Linked DNA regions of Zea mays: all the other regions are linked to region 3. The links are chromatin contacts, called in public Hi-C maps. All regions are on one chromosome and are shown on one strand. Each heading gives the region's core, a stretch centred on a gene start, on an enhancer-like site or on the middle of the called end of the contact. The rest is flanking DNA. Distances are from core to core; before and after follow the strand shown.

The links. Hi-C and Micro-C count contacts between places; a contact is called where the count stands out from the background.
Region 1: a Hi-C map of leaf shows a contact between it and region 3, with 2.6 times the contacts expected there. The contact joins the promoter of LOC100193376 here to the promoter of LOC100280771 in region 3. A contact is called at or near these places in 6 of 25 Hi-C or Micro-C datasets (ear, leaf and tassel).
Region 2: a Hi-C map of leaf shows a contact between it and region 3, with 2.8 times the contacts expected there. The contact joins the promoter of LOC103630029 here to the promoter of LOC100280771 in region 3.

Annotation. Positions count from the first base shown.
Region 1 is chr6:133,815,000-133,818,830 of Zm-B73-REFERENCE-NAM-5.0, forward strand. It overlaps LOC100193376 (ubiquinol-cytochrome c reductase complex ubiquinone-binding protein QP-C), which reads left to right and starts at 1,803. Exons shown (of 2, transcript NM_001317234.1): 1 at 1,803-2,138. The coding sequence starts at 1,969.
Region 2 is chr6:134,134,264-134,137,912 of Zm-B73-REFERENCE-NAM-5.0, forward strand. It overlaps LOC103630029 (villin-1), which reads left to right and starts at 1,366. Exons shown (of 20, transcript XM_008651124.3): 1 at 1,366-1,869; 2 at 2,415-2,514; 3 at 2,616-2,684; 4 at 2,797-3,033; 5 at 3,130-3,307; 6 at 3,392-3,527; 7 at 3,614-3,649. The coding sequence starts at 1,826.
Region 3 is chr6:133,975,905-133,979,933 of Zm-B73-REFERENCE-NAM-5.0, forward strand. It overlaps LOC100280771 (60S ribosomal protein L23a), which reads right to left and starts at 1,731. Exons shown (of 4, transcript NM_001153693.2): 1 at 1,599-1,731; 2 at 1,189-1,223; 3 at 377-737; 4 at 3-294. The coding sequence starts at 1,201. The coding sequence ends at 210.

The DNA of each region.
Region 1 (3,831 bases), core at 553-3,052, 160 kb before region 3:
GCTCCTTGCGAGCGGAATCAGGATGGGCTAGGTTAGGTAATTGGCCCAAAAAAGAGCGCCAACACTAACCAAGCCATAAGAACAAATTTAATTAACCTGTCTACCCATTGGCGAACTAATTAGCGGTGGCGTGATTTATCCCGAGAAGATGATGTTGGACACAATCATGTCAACGAAGCAGCATCGCTAAGCAGGACAACATATGTTGGCAACTCAGCGTGAATCGTGATTGCCACTCTATTTGCGTATGTGGAGTCGAGGCCTCTCGTGGCTGCCTAGGAAATGGATCGAGCATACTAACATGATATTAGAATTTTTTTGGGATTCTTTTATGGTGTGTTTGGTTGGATGTATAAGGAGGGATGGAAGTGGGCGGCCACATTTTCTATAGTGTTTGGATGAGAGTCACGTGATGGCGAGGTGAACATCAGAGCAATTTTGGTGGCGGCGTGGTCCAAAAAAATGAGGAGATGATGTCGCCCCAGCCTTATCCTACTTTGACCTTATACCAAACACATCCTTAATGCTTAGGCTCTAGACGATCACCCCTCTTTCTTAAGGCATGTACAACCCTGAGTCTCCGGAACGGTTTTATAAATACAAGAGATAACTAAGAGATAGTATAATATAACACCGAGCCTTTAGATAGTAAATACAATTAAGACACAATATGTATAGAGACAAACTCTTTACGAAGAGCTCGTCTCTTGATTTTTTTTCACTTAGCACTCTAGAGACCCTCAAGAGCCCTCTCATTTAGTTGAGTTGTATATGCCTTTAGGCTGAGAGCCGACCCTGGGTCAAGGCGGTAGGAGATGCAAGAGAGGAGAAATTAGAGAGCCTCTTAGGGCTGGTTCGGTGGATAAAGAAATGGAGGGGATCCATGAAGGATGAATTCCTTTTCTATTCAAATTTCTTCCATATGGATCACCTCCAATTCTCGTCTACCAAATTGACCCTCATAAGTGGTTCCGTGAGTGCAAAGTGTTGGTGCCGATCTGGGCACCAAACACTGGAACAAATCGCTTGGCGGTGCCCTCTGCGAAGGAACGGATGGTCCGTGGCACATGGCCGGACGGTCCACGACCTAGCGCAGGAGCAACTCCTCCTCTACGTACGTCCGGACGGCCCGTTCCCGGGGCTCGAACGGTTCGCGATGGCGCAGAGGGTCTTCTTCTTCGCAACATACCTATATCTCACCTCCCGAGAGGGACCCATAGGGGAGAAGAGATCCTAGAGTGTGTCTTGCCGTCAGCAGGCCACCCAAGACGTCTCTAGTTGACGTAGAGCCGAAGAGAGATGAAGATTTGAGGTAGAGTGGGGCTAAACTAGGGCTAAACTAGAGCCACTCGTAATGCATAAGGTAAAAAAGATTAAGTAGATTTGAATTGATTGATTGTGGGGATTCAATCGATCGTAGCCCTTCATTTATATAAAGGAGGAGGTCTGGACCCATTACAAGTAGTTTTTCGAGTTAATTCTACAAATTTAACTAATAAATCCCGCAAAAAAACTCGGAATCTTAAATAATTCTGCGCACGCGCGAACCGTCTGCGCCACCACCGTGGATTGCTCGGCCTACTATGGCGGACCGTCCGCTTCCCAAGTGGGCTCAACACAAAGTATAACATTTTTGTCTGTAAGTTCAGAGATCTTCGGTGTCCAATTTTGCCATTTTGGATTCTGAAAATTGGACGAAGCAAACGAAGGCAACATGATGAAACTTTTGCACTCCAGGTTCTACTGTAAATTGAGCCGTGTCCAACAAGCGAGCACCATTCGTTGCAGTTGGCCCAAAAATACTTGCCCGGCCCAATCGAATCTCTGACCGATATACCGAACCCTAGCCCAGTTGTTCCGCCGAGCGAACGATCCAGAAGCAGAAGCCACCGATCGGCGTGCCGCGTGCGTGAGGCGATCGGAGCATCCCGTCCCGAGGAGGAAGACAACCGGCGACGCGGGGGGAACATGGGGAAGACGCCGGTGCGGATGAAGGCGGTCGTGTACGCGCTGTCGCCCTTCCAGCAGAAGGTAATGCCGGGGCTGTGGAAGGACATCACCACCAAGATCCACCACAAGGTCACCGAGAACTGGATCTCCGCCACGCTCCTCCTCACCCCCGTCGTCGGCACCTACCAGTAAGCCTCCGGTCCCCTTCTGTGCTAGCTCGTTCGGCTGCGTTTCGTCCCCCTCACCCAGATCTGGTCGGATCGGGGTTGCTCCTGCTGCTGGCTGGCTGGGGGATCCAGTTAGGGTTCGATCGATTCATCTCTTTCTTAGATGCGTTGGTGGCCCGGATCCTCTCATTTGCTCCGATTTTGGTAGTTCTAACGAGGATTTCTTTATTTGGTGGTTTCGTTTAGGGTTAGTAGTACATTGTACAAAGGATTTGTCTAATGCATTGACCTGCCCCTTGGTTCGATTGTGGAAATTGGAACTACGAAGCTAGACACAGGTCATGCCTGGCTTTTATTCTACTTCATGCGGCACATATATGTGCATCTTGATGATTTCTTTACCATCGTTTTATGCCAGCGAGGTGAGGTATGTGCAGATGAAACACGCTGCCTAAGTGTCCTGTAACGTGTTACTAGTTAGGTGTCCTTACGCTATGGTTTCTATTTATGCTTGAGTATAAAACACAGATGTCCGTATTGTGTTGGCTAGGTGGGTATGAATTTGTGTTTGGAGCCAATAACCACAGTTTAAATCCCCATTGGTGCATAATTTTTAGTTTTTGTACCATTTAAATATGGGGGGAAAGGATAGGTGAACTGAAGGGAAAGGGTGACACACGACGACAGTGGAAGGTAGAAACTGGTGATTTATATAATAGAGTCTAGTTAGTTGCTTGTGTATCGCTACAGTTTCTATATATAATATAGGATTTCTTTGTACAATACAATCCAATATGAGTTGTAGTGGTCAGAGGTGAGTGCTCTCTTCCTAGAGACCATGGTTCGAATCCCTGTCCTGGTGACTTATTTTTTTTATATTTCACTGGCGACGCTCGCCACGCCTGTGGGGAGGGGGACGACACAGGAGATCCGACCGAGTCAGAGGGATGGCGGGTTGATTACAAAGAAATATATGAGACTTTTTGTAAAAGTGATGACGGTGGAATCGCGGAACCAAGAAAACTGGTGCTTTAATATAGTATAGATTTGGTTGCAGTATATGCTTTTATCTCTTATTACCAACATGACACACCATTTAGTTGATTAGTGTTGCCAACCCAAACGTGTAGGGTTTTAAGGTATTGCTTAGGATTGTTTTACCTTGTAGCTTGAAAGTTCAAACTAGTTGGAACTTTTGCATGGTGATTAGTTAATTTAATGTGCTTTTTGGACTGAATGTTCAAAGGCTAGTTTAAAAGACTTGTCTAGGTGTACTGTTTTCAAGTTTTGCATGTAATTTGGGTGCTAATCTTGTCTCCGCGGTCTTGTAGTAGCTTGAAATCTGCTTAGTAGTTTAGCCTCTTCTATCTGATTGATCATATACAAATCTAATGTTCTTTTGATTCTGAACTAACATTTATTGGTAAACACTATTGTTAAATCACATAATATTTGTGTTCAGGGGCAATAAGGCCACATACAGAATCCAAGGTTGCCCAGCTTAGGAGTTGCAACCTCTATGCTCATAGGAATCTTATAATACTTCGTTTTTGGTTAAAGTATAGATGGGACAGGTGTGTTCTGTTTGATTATTCTTAAGGTTTTCCAAGGTATGGAAGTTAGGGCAAAAGTTAGACAATTCAGTTTAATTAAGCAATAGTCCGAATATTCTTTTGTAACTTGTAACTCTCAATATTCTTCTTAAAGGTAAGTG
Region 2 (3,649 bases), core at 116-2,615, 160 kb after region 3:
GAATTGGGACCTCTCTAAAAATTTTAAATCCTAAAAGATGATACTATCCCAATAGCTCCCAATATTTTTTCCAAAAATCTAATGAGTTACTTTTTTCTCAGCCCACAATTCCAACTTGAGGTCTTCTTTTCACCAAACTACATAGTAAAGAAATGTCAACACGATTTTACTTTTGTTCACTGCTCTGTTCGCTGCCCCGCAATACAAATCGTACGCTGCACATATGCAGAAAAGCGAGCGCCAGCGTGGCGTCCCGTGCGTTGCGTTAGCCACCCGCGCAACTGCTCTGCATCCGCCTGCGTCTGATACCACATGCGGGTCAGCGGGTGGTATGAGCTTGGCCGGCTGCGAAAGTTTGTGCAGTAGAACTAGGGTAGGGATGTTCCTAAAATATCCGAATTGTATCACAAATCTAATATTTTAGTATAGATATACTTAAAATTTAAAGTTAATTTTCGGCAAGTTTATTAAGAATATTATGAAGTATTTAATAATTTTTTGTATAATTTTTTATGTACATTATTTTCTCCCTACAACAAAGAGGTGAAAAAACATCCGAATCCGTATTCGGATAGACATCCGAATTTTATATGAATTATTTAAAAAGATATAGAATGAATTTAATGTTTATTTTTTTGAAGATTAATAGTCTCAATGCTAAAACAAGAATATAAATTTACATAGCAAATTATATATGTTAGTTGTTCACAATCGAATAAAGAAGACCAGAAAAATGACATTCGAATAAATATCCGGATCCATCCCTAAGTAGAACTTCGAGTATTCACGTGCCGGAAGATACAAGGGCTATATAGGTCACTGTTGGACATGTTTTTTTTTCTATTTTCCTCTAAAATAAAGATTAGAATCATAGTTTTAAAGAGCTATTGGAAATGCTCTTAGAAGTAAAAAAAAATGATGTAAAACTATTACCACGTTACTACTCCAGTCTCCTTGTAGCATGTCTAAATATCAAATCCTTGAGGACTAACAGTCAGTTGAAGGGCATGTTTTGATTCAAGAGCTAAAACAATTTAGTCGCATAGGATAAAAAGATCTAAACATAAATAACTAAAGCTCACTAAATTGATACTTTTTTTTATTATTTTAATTAATTTTATCCTTTCTTATTTGGATCTTTAGCTCTTAAGTGACTAAATTTTAGTTATTTTTGTTTTAGAACCTAAGAATTGAAGAGGATGAGCCATTTGTGCTCACTTCTGCTCGGCAGCAGTACCGTAACGTCTGAGTATACAGCTGACCAGTTGTGGCTGACGTGTGGGATCTAACCCTAGCTAGCGGCCACACGTTAGGGCAGAGGAACCTCCGCCATTTCTGCTCTGCGCTAGAAGAGGCCACCATTGCTTCTAGAAAAATATACCCGCTCCGCCAGTGGCTGGCTCGTCGTCGACGTCGACACGAGTCAAACGGCAGACGGTATCAAAAGTTGCACGCTGCAGACTTGAATGCAAAGCAAGGGCGACTGATGTGAGCTCGTTCGGTGGTGCCGTGGTGGAGCCCCCGTTCTGTCTCGCTGTTGCCTTTCTCCTCCCTCTTCCTCTGCGCACTGCAGCAGCTGCAGCGCAGTGAAGTGTTGTGTTGCTCGACCACGAGCATACCAGCTGCTTGCTCACCTTTCCCTTTCTCGGGTAGTTCGCCATTTTTTTAAAATAATCAGCAGTAAGCAAGAGCTCGGCGAGCTGAGCCGAGCAGCACTGCGGCAAAGAACTCCCACTTCCATTGCCTGCTTGCTTCTGCTCTGCTGCACCTGCGACCGTTCCAGCGGCCGCCGCCGGCCCGGCCGACTTGGCGGCGACTGGCGACCATGAAGGGCGTCGACGATGGGTTCCTCGGCGCTGGCGACAAGCCGTGCGTCCCTTCCTCTTGTCCTGCTCTGCCTCTCTCTATCTCTCTCTCTATTATACTTCCAGTTTTCTTCTTTATGTCCTGTTCGGTTGTATTCTTCTCTCTAGGACAAGAGTCTAGATTTGGCCCTGCATTTGAATATCCCTTTTTTCCCTTTTTTTTCCTTTATATGTAAAACATGCTGGCTTTTGCTTAACAACCAATTATTAACCTGAAAATTTACTATATGTACTACTCCAAGCATGATTTCACGCCTCTCCTTATGATTCTGAAAGTGAATCTGGGATGCTAGAGCGAATTGGTTATCATGATGCGGAAACTGAAAGCTTAAATTACTGCTCCCTCCGTCCCAAATTACGAGTCATCTCAAATTTGTTTGTTGGGGAGTCAATTTTTTTAAATTTTGACCAAATTTATATAATAAAATAATATTATCTATGATATCAACTAAGTATTATTATTATATTTTTATAGTATATTTATTCGATGTTATAGATATCGATATTTTAACTCCAAAATTAAAATGACCTATGCTGTTCCCATTCCAGAGGGCTGGATATTTGGTGCATCTTTGGGAGCAGTGTGGTCCCAGTTGCAAAATCTCAGCACGGAAAGTTCTACACCGGCAGCACCTACATCATACTAAACGTAAGTATCGGTCCACGAGTTCTTCTCTCAAGTTTTGAAATTGTACAGGTTGTTGCCAATTATTTACGCCGCTTGAGTTCACATGTTCTGTGATTTCTCAGACAACTCAGCTGAAATCCGGGGTTCGCAGACACGATGTGCATTACTGGGTTGGGGAGGAGGCTAAAGAGGTGTGTGTTCTTGAACCTTGATACATCAACAATGCCACCCCACCCCCCAATTTTGCTTTGCTGTGCCTCCTTTTGCTTATGACTTCGTTTCTGCCCTGTTCTGGTCACCTAGGAAGATTGTTTCATGGCCTCGGACAAGGCTGTTGAGTTGGACGCAGCACTGGGCTCCAGCACGGTCCAGTACAGGGAAACACAGGGTGAAGAATCTGACAAGTTCTTGTCATACTTCAAACCGTGTGTCATCCCAATACAAGGCCGCTTCTTTTCACACCTGAAAGGATCTGGTGATAGATCCAGCGCGACCACGATGTTTAGGTGCCAAGGAGAGCACGTTGCTCGTGTCACACAAGTAAGAAGAGATACTATCTCAGGATTTTCATTCGTTTCTTGGTGCCTGCTGAGTGCTGATGCAAGACAACCTGTTGTGTTTCAAATCCTGTCTCAGGTTCCGTTTTCACGGTCCTCTCTGGATCACAAATCGGTTTTTATAGTGGACACGCCGTCAAAGCTTTTCCTTTTCAGTGGCTGTAATTCTCGTATGCAAACAAGGGCTAAAGCGTTGGATGTTGTTAAGCATCTGAAGGAGAATCGACACTTGGGAAGATGTGAGATCGCGACAATAGGTACAGCTATAGACTGTTGATTTTGCAAAAGAATGGCTGGAAAGATGCTAGCTCCAATTTTATTTACATTGTCACTGATTGTAGAGGATGGAAAGCTTGTTGGTGATTCTGATGCTGGAGAGTTCTGGAACTTGTTTGGAGGCTATGCGCCTATTCCTCGTGATCTACCTGACGCAATCAAGGAAGAGCCACTAACTGCACCATCTAAGAAACTTTTTTGGTAACTACTCCCCTGTTCAGTTTAAGCTTAACTAACCTGAACCCTGAAGTTGCTGCGACATGTTTGGCATGCTTTCCTGCCTGCAGGATCAATAAGAAAAACCTTGTTCCACTCGAGGCACA
Region 3 (4,029 bases), core at 481-2,980:
CATTATACGTAAAGTGGAATAATGCCAGTTCAAGATGGTTAATTTGGCAACCAGGATCTCAATACAGGCATATGTAGTCTGCAACTGCGAACAAGACTTAGTTGCAAAAAAACCAAATATGACAAACAAAATTACTAGTAACATAGAAAAATCTGTTGGTATGCTCAGAACTAGTAGGACACAGATGTCGAATCCAGTTGCCTATTAACTTAGATGATGCCAATTTTGTTGGCCACATCAAGGGCATCGTAGTCGGGTGTCAGTTTCACATAAGCCTTCTTCTTCCCATCAGGCCTGCATGGACACATCAAGAATCACTCAGTTGCACAAAATAACAAATTATGCACAAAAAATAACACTGGAGCAAAGCGCTAACCTGATCAGGGTGTTGACCTTCTTTGCTTGAATGTCATACATCTTCTTGACCGCAGCCTTGATCTTTTTCTTGTCTGCCTTGAGGTCAACAATAAAGACCAGAGTGTTGTTATCTTCAATCTTCTTCATTGCAGATTCTGTGGTGAGGGGGTACTTGAGAATTTGGTACTGATCAAGCTTGTTTCTTCCAGTAGTGCTGATTCTTGGGTACTTCGGGTCCCTGGCCTTCTTCAGGGTCTTGGGCTGGTGAAATGTTACAGATGTGCGAATCTTCTTGGTCTTCTTCTTGCCTGCCCCAGACTTCACAGCCTTGGCCACCTTCAAGGCCTGGGCCTTGGCATCACCCTTCTTGGCAGGAGCGGCTAATCAAACAACAAAATAGTCAGGTCATGCATACTTACAGTAAGCCTATCAAATCAAATAGTTCATGAAGTTTAGCATGGTGATTACTGGTTATGCCCAACAATATACAGCCTACCAATAAATTGATATGATTGCATTAGAGATCCTAGCAGTATTCATGAGACAATATGGTAATTAGAGTCAGCCAATTATATACTCTCCCTTTTGGGACGACTCCCATGGGTCAAGGAACGAGTGCAAAGGACAGGTAGTGGTTATATCAGAGTGCTAAAAATGTACCAATTACCAATTAATACCTGATACAATTCAACAATGGCGACACACCTGCAAAGGAAGTAGGAACTACCTAACACTGAGCACTCAATTTACAGCAATTTAAAGGCTGGCACAGTGCATGTACTGATCAAGTGTGGCAAACATAGAAATAGATATGCAACATCAGGCATGTACCTTTAGGAGCCATTTGAGCTTCTCAAAACTCCCTCCTGAATTGCAAGTAGATAAAGACCATTATGTCAGGCGGATGAAGATGCAAAAAAGAAATAAAATCATGAGAACTGGAATGAAACACAGAAGGATCTTGTCGTGCAACATGAAAGCTACTTGTTAACAACAATTCTCAGTCTAGTGTTGACAGAGTTAGCACCAAAAACAGGATCCTAAAAGCACCATTACAAATTCTACTTCATGCCCAAACCAACCATAGCAAGAATATCAGAAACATTACAGTATCCCCACATATCATTACCCCAATAGAATATCAAAGAGACTCGTGGCATAACTCTCTCAAGATTAACAGCAAAAGCTATCAGTAAGAGCAGATGCAGGAAATCTACAAGGCAAAAGAGAGCCTGACGCACAAGCTACGCCTCGCGAGACAACTCCGACCGGCAAAACCGAACGAGAACAAGCATATACAGAGCAGATCCGAGCGCTTCCACGAACAGAACGGGCCGGCCAACGAATTAGACGGCCGGACGAAATGGGGTGAAACGAGAGCGGCGGCAGTGGGTGGCTTACCTTTCGTCTCCTCGCCGGTCTGTAGCGGACGTGAAGCGATGACGGCTGGGAGGAAACCCTAGCCCCGGGGCAGAGGTTTCATAGGATGCACGCTGGGTCGTGATATCATCGGCCGGATGGGCCGCGCATTGACCGGCCCATTTCATTTTGAAACGGGCCAAAGGTCGCATCGGTTCGGTTACGCCAATCTTCGGGTGCGAGCGTTCCCTGGGCATGTGTTTGATTGCAGGAAATACCATATCGGAATAAGATGATGATAAAATGGGTATCCAAATTATTAGCATAAATTTAATATTTTAATATAGATATATATGAAATTTGATGCTGATTTTTTCTTATGTTATTGAACATATTATTATAAATAAGAATAAAATTTTGTATAATTTGTTTTATGTATTATTTGCTCTCTAGAGAAAAAATGTCAAAAAATTATTCGTATCCGAATTTTATATCATTTGAAAATACATGATAAATTTGAGATTTACCTTGTCGTTTCATCGTGGTGAAGATCTAATGGCCAGAAATCCCCCATACACCTTCAGCCAAATAGATTTGCAAAAGAGACCTTAAAGTTTTAATAAATAAACCTGCCATCTATTTTCAGTAAGAAAACAAATAAAAATAAATCCAGAATTTTCAGATTGATCCCTTAAGGCTATTTTAGGTATAAAATAAATATTAAAAATTCCTAGAAAATTGTAAACTCTATAACTTTAGCATTTTAACTCCAATTTGACTCATTCCAGTTGTGTTAGCTTCGTAATAAAATTGTCTATACATTTACAAAAATATTTGTGACATGTCACATACTTTTGTAATTACATATTTATTTATCCTAGTATAGTAGAGTAATCTTTCTAATCAAAGTAATATGTCTAAAATTATAGTTTGACTAGAAGATGATCTCGAACCAAGATGTAACCTATATTAAAGTTGAATTAGTTAATTCTTTAATACCTTTCTCACATGATTTATAAAATCAAACATAAGACCTAGTTTTAATTAGTTAAATATGTAGGTCTCCCGAAAACTATATCCTTTTAATCGTAACTCTGAATTTAGTGATTCTCGAACCTACGGTCTCGTAGCATCACGTACAATATTCTTACGCATTATGTTTCCATGTATTGGTGTATTGTTACCATATCCATTATTTGTTTGATTGTATTGCTACCTAGAAGCGAGGTGACGAGGAATCTGGAGCCCAACTTTTGGGACAGCATCTGGACTACAAAGTTATCGCAAGTATAAGGCAAGTTGTGCCCTTAATCACTTTTGTTTACCTAATAATGTTCTTGTCAATCACTGTGACATGCTCAAGTTAACTTGATGCGACCCAATAGGTTACCCTAGTTTTGTTGGACCTTGCAAACAAATGAACTATGACCATGCTTTATTATTATTGTTGGCTCCATTATTGTTCATGATAAGTTTATTGTGTTAATAGGAAAATGGAGCGACCACCCGGGAAAACAGTGCTACCACAAGGGTGGAATGGGACGCCCTTGCCTGATTAATTAGGAAAGCTAGTGTGACTTGATACTTTTCTGAATGGGGAAAGTGGGGTGGAGGAGTGCAGGTATAGGGAGGTCCTCGAGTCGGATTGTCTGTAAAGCTTCTCGGACGATGGATTACTATATCGCCTTCGGTCCGAAATCCATAGCGGGTTCTCTCATCTAGTGGAACTTTGTAAAGGTCTCGTATTCGATCCCTAACCATTCACCTTGGGAGTGTCTAAGGGTCTTACAAACCCTGGCTATACGGAAAACCCATCTTGTGGGTAAAGATGTGCAACCTCTGCAGAGTGTAAAACCGGTATATCAGTCGTGCTCACGGTCATGAGCGGCTCGGACCCTCACATGAGTCATTTATGGAATTAAACTTAATCTATCATTTGCATTGTATTGTGGGTTGTTATTATTAATTTTGATCAATTATCTAATTAGGTTGGTATCTACTTATACTTAGTAACTGCCAATAAATTTTTGACCAACTTTAAAAGCAACGCTCAACCTTAATCATTCCTCTTGGTAAGCCTTACACTTCACATGAGCCCACATCTTAAGCGAGCTCATGCGCATTATTTTCCACAACTTGTTGAGCGATGAATGTATGTGAGCTCACTCTTGTTGTACTCACACCTAGGTCAAGAATAGGAACCACAAGATGAGGAGCATGAAGGATGCTGCGGTGAGTTCGTGAGAGGTCTAGGCCATTGTATGATGTATTTATTTAGCTATTTTGTACATAACCTCTACTATATAATAAAGA